2 separate regions of the Danio rerio genome follow, and region 1 is linked to region 2. The links are chromatin contacts, called in public HiChIP or PLAC-seq maps. All regions are on one chromosome and are shown on one strand. Each heading gives the region's core, a stretch centred on a gene start, on an enhancer-like site or on the middle of the called end of the contact. The rest is flanking DNA. Distances are from core to core; before and after follow the strand shown.

Evidence for each region. HiChIP or PLAC-seq counts read pairs in DNA pulled down with a chosen protein or histone mark.
Region 1: an H3K4me3 HiChIP or PLAC-seq map of gastrula embryo shows a contact between it and region 2, with 4 times the contacts expected there. The contact joins the promoter of tasorb here to the promoter of si:dkey-109j17.5 in region 2. A contact is called at or near these places in 2 of 4 datasets of contacts at active chromatin or transcription factors (embryo and gastrula embryo).

The regions. Positions count from the first base shown.
Region 1 is chr23:22,387,585-22,393,188 of GRCz12tu, reverse strand. tasorb (transcription activation suppressor b) reads left to right here and starts at 2,404. Exons shown (of 23, transcript XM_073938801.1): 1 at 2,404-2,825; 2 at 4,426-4,571; 3 at 4,679-4,771; 4 at 4,893-4,965; 5 at 5,568-5,604. The coding sequence starts at 2,516. asb14b (ankyrin repeat and SOCS box containing 14b) reads left to right here. Exons shown (of 12, transcript XR_012398460.1): 11 at 1-312; 12 at 440-631.
Region 2 is chr23:22,104,781-22,111,001 of GRCz12tu, reverse strand. si:dkey-109j17.5 reads right to left here and starts at 4,837. Exons shown (of 2, transcript XM_021473612.2): 1 at 4,354-4,837; 2 at 895-3,923. The coding sequence starts at 4,503. The coding sequence ends at 2,163. vma22 (vacuolar ATPase assembly factor VMA22) reads right to left here. Exons shown (of 5, transcript NM_001013295.2): 5 at 5,991-6,221. The coding sequence ends at 6,147.

The sequences.
Region 1 (5,604 bases), core at 1,155-3,654, 280 kb before region 2:
TTATTTTTAAAAAGGTGGTCAATGATTAGAGTGTAGATGGAAATTATGCTTAAAGAAAGTAACAGACAAATGGTGAGGGGATTTAGGAGCAAGTCAGCAACTACTGAAAATGGTATACTGAGCAATGCTAAAGACCAGAAATATACAATGGCAATATAGTGTATACAATTCAGCCTCTTTGCTTAAGAAAAGAAATGGAATAAAATATCAGTTCTGAAGAACAAGATGAGGAGCTTTAGAACATTTTCAATCTCAGTCTCAGTGCTGCAGGTGGAAATGCAGAGGAATTTTAGATATATATACTGCCCCTTCGTTCACCTATAGGGGGAGGTTATGGCCTAATGGTTAGTGAGTTGGACTTATAACTAAGACAAACACAAGTTACCTTTGGTTTACAAGTCCAACTTACTAACCTTTAGGCCACAACTTCCCCCCATAGGTGAACAAAGTGGCAGAGAAAAGTTGTTGCTGTCAAACATTGTTTACTTCCCTAAGTCGGTTTAATGGTGAAGGGATTGATTCAATAGACCTGTTGATGGAAGGTTTGCAAAGAAATGTCATGCTTCCTTGGAAAAGTATTTTGAAGTATTTTTAAAATACAAAAATACAGTGTTTTATTTTGATACATTAATGGCTGCTGTATTTTGTTGTTTATTTTAGTATATTTAAAATGTATGTATTTGGTATTCGTTTTCTTTTCGACTTATCCCTTTACCAATCTGGGCTCACCACAGCGGAATGAATCGCTAACGTATCCAGCATATGTTTCACACAGCCGATGCTCTTCCGGCTCCAACCCATCACTGGGAAACATCCATACACTCATTCACACTATGGCCAATTCACCTAAAGCACATGTCTTTGGACTTGTGGGGGAAACCGGAAAATAACAATGAAAAATGTTATCAGGATAAATAAGCAGTCATTAGTATGATTGTATGTTCGTGACAAAACACAAGTTGGGAGAAGTTGCTTGTCTGATTTATGGTTGATTTCAAGTTGTTCATGCTTATCCACATTTTATTGACATGTTTAATAGTTTGAATAAAAATAAACGGTCAGGGCATTGCTGGGTTTTCTACCATAATCTACATGATGAACCCAGATAATATATCATTCAAACTACAAATGCCAAAAATCTCTTTCTTTGTTTAAAAAATTTTAAACATCAGAAGCTGTTGAGGAAGAAATGTTGCAAAAGTGTGGAAAAAATAGATTAAGTTAAATTTATGAAATATTTAATAACAAAACTAGGCTTAGAAAAAAAATTAAATGAATTATTCAAGTTAATTAAAAGACAATAATTATTAAAACAAATAAATTAATAACAAATTAATTAAAATAGGTAACTACGTGAATACAACAATTGGTATAAAAATAGGAACATAACAGAAAGTTTTTTTGGATAACTTGTAGGCATTTTTATGATTGGATCATCGAGATCCATTGCATCATAAAGATTAAAACTCTCAGTTCTTCTAACAGACCCTGCTTTATAGGCAGTGGCAGATTTAACCAATAAGTAAGGTAAGCGGCCGCTTAGGGCCCCAGGACATCTGGGGGTCCCCAATAAATATCTAGAAGTAAAAGTTATACCTATAAACAATATATAATTTTCTATCGTATTTTGTATAGTAAAAGTCAAACAAATATTTTTTTACGTAATTAAATATTGTTTAATATACAGTTTGATATAACATTATTATAATAACATAATTTTGTGCACTAATAATATTATGAAAAAAATATCCCCCACCCTCAATCATGAAACAGTCCAGCAGTCAAATTTATAATATATATATATAATATATATATAATATATTTTTTTTAGTTGTAAAATCATTTTAAGACATCCAATTATTTAAAATGTAAAGCTTACGTTAACATAAGACGTAGAAAGTAAGATTGAGTCATATAAAAAACAGCTAAATAAATAAAAATATAATAAAAATTGAAGGGGTGCATTTTAGGACTTGAAGCCCCATAGCTGGAGTTGCTTAGGGCCTCCAAATCCCTAAAATCGCCCCTGTGTATAGGCCTACTTTTTAAATGTTCGATATCTCGATGTCAATTGTGTAATCTAAATACCTTTTTAGATTTTTTAATTCACTTTATGGAATCGTGTCACGTGATAGCTTTGTGTTGCCTACAATTCGTGAAGACGGTTTTTTTTTTTTTTTTGAATACGAGCTCAAACATATGCAGTGAGTTTTCCCACTGAGTTCCCCGTGTGTCGGCTCTATGGTTCGTTCTTGGCACCGGTTCTCCGGCGATCTGCGATCAAAGCTCTCGGTCGGTCATGGCGTCTAGACGCTGCGCGGTTCACGGCAGCGCCGCTGGAGGGCGTCAGGCTACGTGAATGTAAACAGAGTGACGCCAGAGTTTTGCAGTGGTGGGGAAGGCATACGTCACAAGCATAATGGCGGAGGCTGGTTGAGAAGGAGAATTACTCCGTGAAGCGGCAACTGAAACCAACTTCATCGCCAGCTGAAGAGGTGACCGCTGGTCCAAAAAAATGGCTTGCAATTTCAGCCAGGAGAGAAAAAGCGACAAAGAGAGCAGCAAGGCCGGCAGCCTAACCTTGGAGGATGGCGACAGCAAGAAGCAATTGTTGTCAGCCTCTAGCACGGCCACATCCAAGCAAAATGGCGATCAAGCTGGATGTGAAGACGAGCAAATGTCTGAACAAGATGCTTCTGAGCGGCGGAGGGCAGGCCTGTCGGACCTGAAAAACTGCGGTGGCTCGCCTTCAACGCTCCCGAGGTCGGCTGAGGAGCTGCCAAGGAAGAATTTTCAGATCCCGAGGAAAATCAAGGAGCGGAAAGGTTGTGTGCACCATTGCTACCACGGTTACTACCATTCCCGATATGCACTCTTTGGGTTTCACGACCTGCAAGTTCGCTAAAAGCGTGCTTTGTGCCGCTTTGGGTCATATAAATAGACCCGTATTGATAAATACACAAGGGATCTATATTACGCGCCACGTGATTTGCTTTAGAGGCTTGCACTACTGTTACTAAATGGATTTTAACGAGTGCGCCGCGTAGAGCTGCAGGTAAAGCGGCCGCTCAGATGCAACTCGCACGGCCACTCGAGGATCCGATTCCGGCCGAGTTATTCAAAGCACATCTCAAAGACGTGCGTTTTCGTCCTCATGGTTGTAAAGCTGACGGAGGCCGGTGTCATTGCTCTGCTCGCTGGCTGTACACTCCTCCTCCCATTCCGTACAGTTCTGCCCCACCACATGACACACTTCTTCCCCTCATCAATGGCAGCAGTGTGAGGTTCAGTTGACCGCTGCATTTCTCCCTTCAGTCTTTTTACGCCACGCGTTTCAAACACCTGTCAGTCCCGAACAACCGGCCTTATTTTGAGCTCCCCATTCATTCCCCATCGTTTCCTCGTTTGGCAAATAGTGGGAAAATCGTTGTCAACTTTAATGAAAGCGAAAGTTGTCAACGGAAGGTGCTTGTGTATTTATGCCTGACAACTTTCACTTTGGCCTCTTTTTTTAAAAGATTTAGCTGTTTGTTGGTGCTTTAACGTATTTTTTTGTCGTGTGGACTTTGTTTAGATGCACAATAAGCAAAACAGACACTAAATAGCTTTGTACTGAGTACTAGCTAACGTTATTTCAAATACATATTTATTAAACGTTATGTTGTTTTGGTTGGATGAATAGGTTAACAAGTTGTTAAATATTAGCTCGTGCTAATTGTTTCTGAACGTTTCCTGATTTTTCGTGAAAAAATTATTCATTTTGTGTCACTTGCTAATAATACTAATACAGCGTTGGCTATTGAAAATGCTTGTGTACATTGTAGTTTAATTGAGCTGCATTGTTCCACTTTTGGCATTTAATCGTGGCTTCATTATTACAGTTTTTGTTGTTAAACCATTGCAACGGCAGCCATTGTTTTGATACACTAACTCGTGTCACCATTGTGTTTGTATTAAATCTGTGGTTGTACAGATTATCAATTAACCCAAATGGTTACTACACATTTACTATAATGAAACTGGGTCATTTTAGGGCACAATAGGGCACATAATCTAAATTATTTCAATATTGAAAATTAAGCAAAATTGTGGACGTGCAAGCATTCTGTAATAAAATGTTGCAGTAATGAGCATGCACAATCTTGCTTTTTTAAATGGGCACTTCAAAATACTCTTTAGTCAAGTCACTGGATGTTTGCTTATTGTTTTGCATTTGTGTATGCGACACATGCAGAGAATAACATGTTTAACTTATGGTCTACTGGCAAAACAGTTCTCTGTGTACAACACTTAAGGTCGTCCATATTTCAGGATTCTTTGTAAAAAAAAAAAAACTGAAATGTAACATTATAATGCCATATACCTGAGAGTATCTCTTGAATTTGATGTTTTTCTGATTTAATGAGCTTTGTCTTCTCTCTCCAGGTCTCTTTCAGCACTTGCCTCCAGAGTCCAGAGAGTTTGAAGACGTCGTGAAGCTTCTGTCCACGTTCTACCTGGACGCAACATCTCGAGCGACTTTCAACTACACCAAAGCTTCTCTCATTCACAACGAACTGTTGGAGAAAGAGGTGAGTGCTGAGTCAAGTTAACAGCATTTTTGTTTGCAGACTTGATGAATAAAATTATCCTCGAGCCACTTAAGATTATAATTTTTAAAAATGATTTGTCTTCATAGTTCATCGAGAAGAAAAGGGAACTCAAGCAGAATGGCAGGACAGAGGCAGAACTTGCAGAATCCTATGCTTTTCTGCTGTCTGATAGGAATAAGGTGAGGCTGTGTTAATGTCTGCTCCGTAGTTTTACTTCAACCTGTTTAAATGTAATGGCTAGTTATAACTGCTATTTAAAGTGTGTCTAAAACAAAACTAATATGTTGTCTTCTGTTCTAGGTTCACTTTATCTGCGAAAAGGGTCTTTCTGTGGGACATTCGCGGATTAACAATCTAGGAAACTCTGCCAAAGGTAAATGTTGTGCTTTAAAAGAGTCAGTTTGGCTATACTCGTTTTCTTGGGAGGAATTTGTTTTACTGTGGTCACTTGATCTTGTGGTTTTGGACTAGTTGAATTGGTCAGGGCCAAAATGATCACTGCTCTGTACTTTCTTGTACTAGGCCAAATACATGTTCATGCATCAAACTCACTACAGTCATTTATATCTGAGTGGATAAATGTTTTGTAAAGAAACATCTGTTTCATATATTGGTCAACCCCTCTTACCTCTTTCTATTTTCAGAGCATGTTTGAGGTCTTGGAAGTAACATTAGGTTCATTTTGTTCTTGGCATAGTGATTTCTAATTTACGATGATCTTTGTGCAGTTTACTAAAGCAGTTCATTTGTGTTTTAAAGATATTTAAATGTTGTAAATGTGAGTAGGATCATTTTAACTGGTGAAGTGAAGTAGTTTCTGCAAATATTTAATCTGAGCAAACACGGCATGCTCTTAGAAGAGACTCTACATTCTAAATAGATTGCTAACAAATTTCTTTGGATTACCCTAGGGCTTGTTTTTGTGTCTCACAGAACGTCACCCCAAGTAACTCTTCCATCCTTTTCTATTTTTAGGGGTTTACCTTTCGAAATACTCTGATTTGTTACAAAT
Region 2 (6,221 bases), core at 3,588-6,087:
CCCCGCCCCTTTTCGCAAAGCCATACGACAGAATTTCGCAAGCTCAAACTCTAGTGTGACCGCAGCTTAAGAGCTTGATTAGCTAGCCCAGGTGTGTCAGATTGGGGTTGGAACTAAACTTTGCAGGACACCGGCCCTCCAGAAGCGAGTTTGGGCACCCCTGCCTTAAGGCATACATGAGGCTTTCACCCCAACCACATCCTCATCATTCAGATGGGACGGTGGGCCAAATCAACTTTGGGCCAACTTTGGGCATCTCTGGTTTAAATAGACATCTTGTCATTTTTAAATGTTATTTTCATAGAAAATTCAACGGACCAATACACACCTACTCATGACATTCACTGACATGCATCCTTTGTTGGCATAGAGACTGCAATTTCTTTTGATGTTTGTCGAAAAAGAGAGCATGACAATGAGGAAATTAAAATGCGATTAAACCCACTGATTTCCTTCACAAATGTAATGAAATGTCAAATGGACTTTGCTTTTCCTATTAAATTTGCCGCTATAGTCGTTATAAATCACATTTTGCACAAATAAAAAATACAACGGCAAGCACACTGCAACCCAGAAAATGATACTGTAGTCCTACTGGAGTGCCAAACTGAAATCAAGATTTATGTCTAACACAAACACATGAATGTTCATTATACCTGCACTGCAGCACTTCTGCTCTGCCTTACAAATAAGTCTGGTTGAAATTGGGTTAATTGATTTAATGTCCTTTTTGCTATTTTCTTCCACATGATCAGAATACACAAACTCTACTGTTTAAATGCTCTACCTAGAACAGTGCGCTGTTCTTATAAGTGTAAACACACACACTGACATCAGTGATTGTGCTACACAGAAAATGAAAGTGCTTGAGTTTTGGCATATTATTCGCAGTCATGACAGGCCAAATTCAGGTTTATTAACCAACACTTTTTACTGAAATGAAAATGTCTTTTCCACACAAAAGGTCTTTAATGCGCAGCAGCTCTTCTTGATATCCCACAGGCTTCATTTCTCTCTTTTCAGTCCTGCAAGCTAGGAGGGAATGCAGTCTACCATCAGCGTTTTCCAATTCCCAACAGTCCTAAAATGTAATTATTTTCAATTACAGAACCTGCCTGCGGCTTTCTAGCGGGTGAGTTTTGTGCACAAAGAAAACGCACAAAAAGCTTGTCAGCTATATTGCAACTCTATTTACCCAACTCTTGCCTTAAATGATTAAGAAGCTAACTATTATACACCAAATGTTTATTAAGGTTTTGTTGGAAATGTAGCAGTATTTTCTTCATTACTGGTGTTCATTTGGCTTGAAGGACAGGTCTGTGGTTCTACAACATGCTGATAGTGAAGGAGAGTTATTATATAAATGTTTAACTATTCAGTGTGTACTGTACTTGTCTGAATCTGTTGCATTTTAGGAGGTGAATGGTGAAACAGAACTACTAATACTGAGCAAAGTCATATGATAATAACTTTCATTTCTTTTTTAAATATTTAAATAGAATAGGTAGATCGATAGAGGGGGAAATAAATTATGTTTTACTGGGATATTATTAAAAATGGTGTATTATTGTAAGTGTTTACCTATAATAGTAGTTGTTTTTACATAATTTTGCATGAGAATAAAAGTGATAAAAAGTGAGTTGAAGACCGAACAGATAAAATATCTTATGCATCATCATTACCTGAGTGTTTCAATGCTAAATGTTCACAGCAACAAGTGATCAACCTCATTGATATTAAAATGAAAAGCAAGTCCTGTTTAGATTATGGTTTGCACGTCTGCAGTCCCAGTTCTTTTTCCCTTTTGAATGAGGAAAATAGATATAGCTGATAGTGGCGGTTGCTTACACACAGGTGCACGATGCACATGCTAGTTTATAGTCATCTGTAGTCCTTGTAGTGTGCTCAAGGGAAGTTGAGGGATGAGATGCAGTCAATCCAGGATGACAACACAGCTGAATTTGTCTGTGTTAGCTCTTTCATGTAGACTTGGTGTGTCACGGCCTTTAAGTTTAGCCTTTTCTACAATACTTAAAAAAAGGAAACATTTGCTAACTAAAGTATTTGTTTACTTTGGAGTAATTCTGCAGTTTGTATATCAGGCACGATCCCTATTTTGTATTTGAGGTGTTTGGTTTGATATCAGAACAAAGGAAATATAATTAAGACCAGAGTATCCTATAGTTAGCCTTTAAGTAAATCAGAGTGTCTAAGTTTTTTGGCAGAAATCGGCATTGGTCTGGCCTAAGAGTCTTGCTAACCGTGTTAAATATCTGGTCCACTGACGTGGTTGTTGCTGGCACAGTAAAAACTTTCTTGGCCACTTGTGAGAGCAAAGGGAAATCGATGGACTTGCGTTTCCAGTACTGTAATGGATCTTCATCCGTCGGCTCTTCGTGGAGATACGTGGACAGTTCCTGCTCCACAGTCTTGGCCTGCATAGTCGGCCTCTGCTTAATGAAAGAGAAAAGCTTGCAGCGTTTGGAAGGAGATGGCTGGGTCTCAGAGTAATGCTCTATTGGACTCAAAGTCCGAGTATGCTTTTCAACCTCTTCCAGCAGCACCTGCTTGTGCCAGTCGCTGTCACTGCTCCAGGACAGCTTGAACTGTGGGTCCAAGGTGGTGGCTGTTACATAAAGAGGATCCTCAAGAATGCCTGCCAGTCTGCGGTCCAGAGCTTGAGACAATCCCATCACGATCCCAGAGCACTGGTGAGTCACAACCTCTGCCAGATGCTTGCGCAGTCCCAACACACAGGGCAGCGCTAGGCTGATGGACACGTGCTTGTCTCCTTGCACCATGTCTGAGGCCTCCTCAAAAGGCTCCAGCACTTCAACCAGCTCCCTCAGAAGCTCTTTCTCTAAATTACCCAAGACTAGGTCATTCCTATCCACAATGTCCTCAAGGAAATCCATTGAGTCCACCATTTGGCGCAGTATCTTTAACTGATCGTTCCACTTGTCTGTGGATGAAGGTCTTTGCCAATTTGCTGAGGAGCCGAACACTTGCACAAGTTTTTCAGGAGCCACTGTAGCAATAATGTAGTTATAGAGGAGGCTTGCTTTGTTTAGAGGAAGCGATACATGAGGAGAAGCGCAAACGCCCTCCTTTATGCACTGAGCTAGTAATCGAGCAAAGCAGTCAATCCTACTTCGACCGAGACACTGATCTAAAGACCTGTGGTACTCGTTGCTACTAATGCCTTCTTTGGATTCTCCTTCTCCAGGATCTCCATTGCTACCATCTTCCTCCCCTTCTTCATCTTCTTCACCATTTCCAATTAGACTGAACCCAGGAAGACGAAAATCAGATCTGCTTTCACAAGGCAACAAGTCGGCGACCACTCTGAACACTTTTCCAGTGATGCCATGGGATTCGGAGATCTCATCAAACTCGCTGAGCATTTGCTGAGTGTTGCTGTGGTCTGGAAGGGGTAAGCAGGCTAAAAGGGCGGATCTGATGTGCCAGTCGGCGTTTATAAAGTGGCAAGTTACTCCTAGATACCCAGCACCAGAGCTGTTACCCACAGAGCTGCTTCTCCAGAGGTCAAGTGTCACACTGCAGGACTCTGCTCCTTTCAGAGCCTGCTTGGCAGCTAGTTGCACTTGTGAGACGTAAGCTGGCAGGAGCTGCTGTTGTATATAATGACATTGTACTGGTATGTATCGGGGCTCCAGGAGCTGGAGAAGTTCACGGAAACCCTCATATTCCACTATTTGCGGCGGCTGCAGGTCCCGGATGATCATCTTAGCGATAGCTTCAGAGATTAGCGATTGCCGAGGGTCGCTGTAGTCAAACTTGTTCAACCCTGCAGCAGTTTGAGGGATCATTCGACCGCTTGGAGGACCGGTACATGTCTGCATAGCCTCTCTTTTCACATCTTTCTTCCTCACAAATTCATCATACATGGCCTGATGTTTACGCTGTGAATATGACATGATTATATACAGGTAAATATATATATGCAGAATATGATATATGTAGTAATAATATAGTATTTAAAGCATACACATAAAGAACAATGGCATTTTAAGGGTTCACACTTTTTCTGGTTAATGAACATCTCTAACTTGTTTTTAATCAGTAATTACTAAAGTTATTAGTAAATAACATTTTCTTTTATTAAAAAATGTAACAAATATAATTTTTTTTAGTTTTTTTTTTTTTTACATTTTATTACTTTTTTTTCCTAGGAAATTAAATGTTTAATCAAAAAAATGTATGTCTTTATAACTACAGGATCCCAGAGAAGTGTAAATTTTGAAATGTGACCATGTTTAGATTTTTACCTCCAATTTGTTCTTGTTATTAAGACACAGAACACTGTTTATTACAAAATAAAACAACTCTTACCTTTAAATGTGTAACAAAGTTAGAAGTAACTGTCCGTTTAGCCTGAATTCTTGTGCCACAAGCTTTGCAGTTTGATTCAATTTTGCCATTTTCTCCCTCACAGACGATATTGAAGTAATCCAGAATGGAGACCCTAGATTTTGACGCCATCAGTGATCTTCTTATCTTCCCCGATATTAGCGACGACACCGTGAAAATAGCTCTTAAAATAAACGTTGATATCCTCTTGTTTTCCCAAATATCTGCTTAGCTTTGGGATTTAGGTTAATAGCCTAAACTCGGCATAGAGATAACAGGATAGAGATAGCGCGTTCACCTGATCTGATGCTGATTGCATTGTCCTGTCATTGTGAAAATATCTTCTGTTACACGTCTTGATCAAAACAAAAAAATGCACGTCCGTCAGATTTACGTGAGCGCGTAAACGTTTGTGCCCGGTTCCGTTTCAGCTGTAAACATGGCTATCCGCTAGCAGCTCATTTGCGATGAACACCAGGAAGTAGACAGCGAATGGGGCATTTATTTATTTAATTATCATGCCGCCTCTATTTGTCTGTTTTGCCGATATTATTGGACATCCACCCACTATGTGATAAAGGTTTACTTAAGCACCCACATTAAAGAACAGCTTTATTGCTCGCTTTGTGGAAACAATGTGTTAGCAATAGATTTAATGCTGTCAATGTCTATAATGTACACAACACATACACGACTGCGAGGACGCGCTTGACACTTAATGCTCGTGCACGTTTAAATCGTGAATACCTATTTTTCTGTTTTAGCAGGAACTTGTGGTATTAATAAAAGGTATCTGTTATTATAAAGCAGGGGAATTACATATAAAATAAAATGATTAATTACTATTTTTGAAAAATACAGTGCTCTGAAAACCTGAGTATATCCCATTTTGAAAATTAACATTTTGATTCATTTCTCAGAAAATATAGGCAATGTATTTTGGTGCATTTAAACAAAACAGATTTATTAAACAGATATATTAAAATAATATTTTATTCACCAAACATATTTAGAAATAGAAAGATATAAGAATAAAATTCAAGCAAAATATTGCAAAAAAAAAATCACATTTTTTGCTTTTCTTGATTTTTTTCTCTTCTTTAAACTTGTATTTAATATTTTTCTATAACATATACATTTGGGTGTACTAGTTTTCAGACGGTTATCGCAAGTTATTTTGTTAGATAAGCTCCAGATTTGGCTTTAGTACTGACTGATCTAATGTATATGCACAAATATACCATGGTATAGCTTCCTATTAAAAATATTCATTTAAAAGATAGATTTGTGAGGGGTGTAATTATATATGCTGAGCACTTTAAATTGTTCCAGCTGTGTAAGTTTATGAGGATAAATCAGTCAATTTACCTTCATTAACAGCTCTTAACTTAAATTTTACATTAAAAAAAACATGCATTTTAATAATAACATGATTCAGTCACAGAAAATAGTTGGACAATGTTTTAATTAATTAATTTATATTACTTACTGAAGAATCTGATAATTACGCACACACATACATTTATATATATAACATAACAACAAAAGCATTCATATTTAAAATGAAAAACCTGGCAGTGCAAGTTATCAAAAATGATTGACTACAAATCCAATGTAAAGTAAATATGCACATTTAATGAATTCAAGTGTGTATTACTGCTTGAAACAGGTTTTTTTTAATTGGGAAAATAGCATTGTTTATGCAATAACAGTGATGTCAAACATCCAACATATCAATAAATAATGAATATGGATGAAAAAGAAAGAGTCTGCCGTTATTCCTCTTTTACTTCCACCTGAGCCTTCTCTGTCCTCTCTTGTTTCTCCTTCATTTGGACTTGCATCTCTTT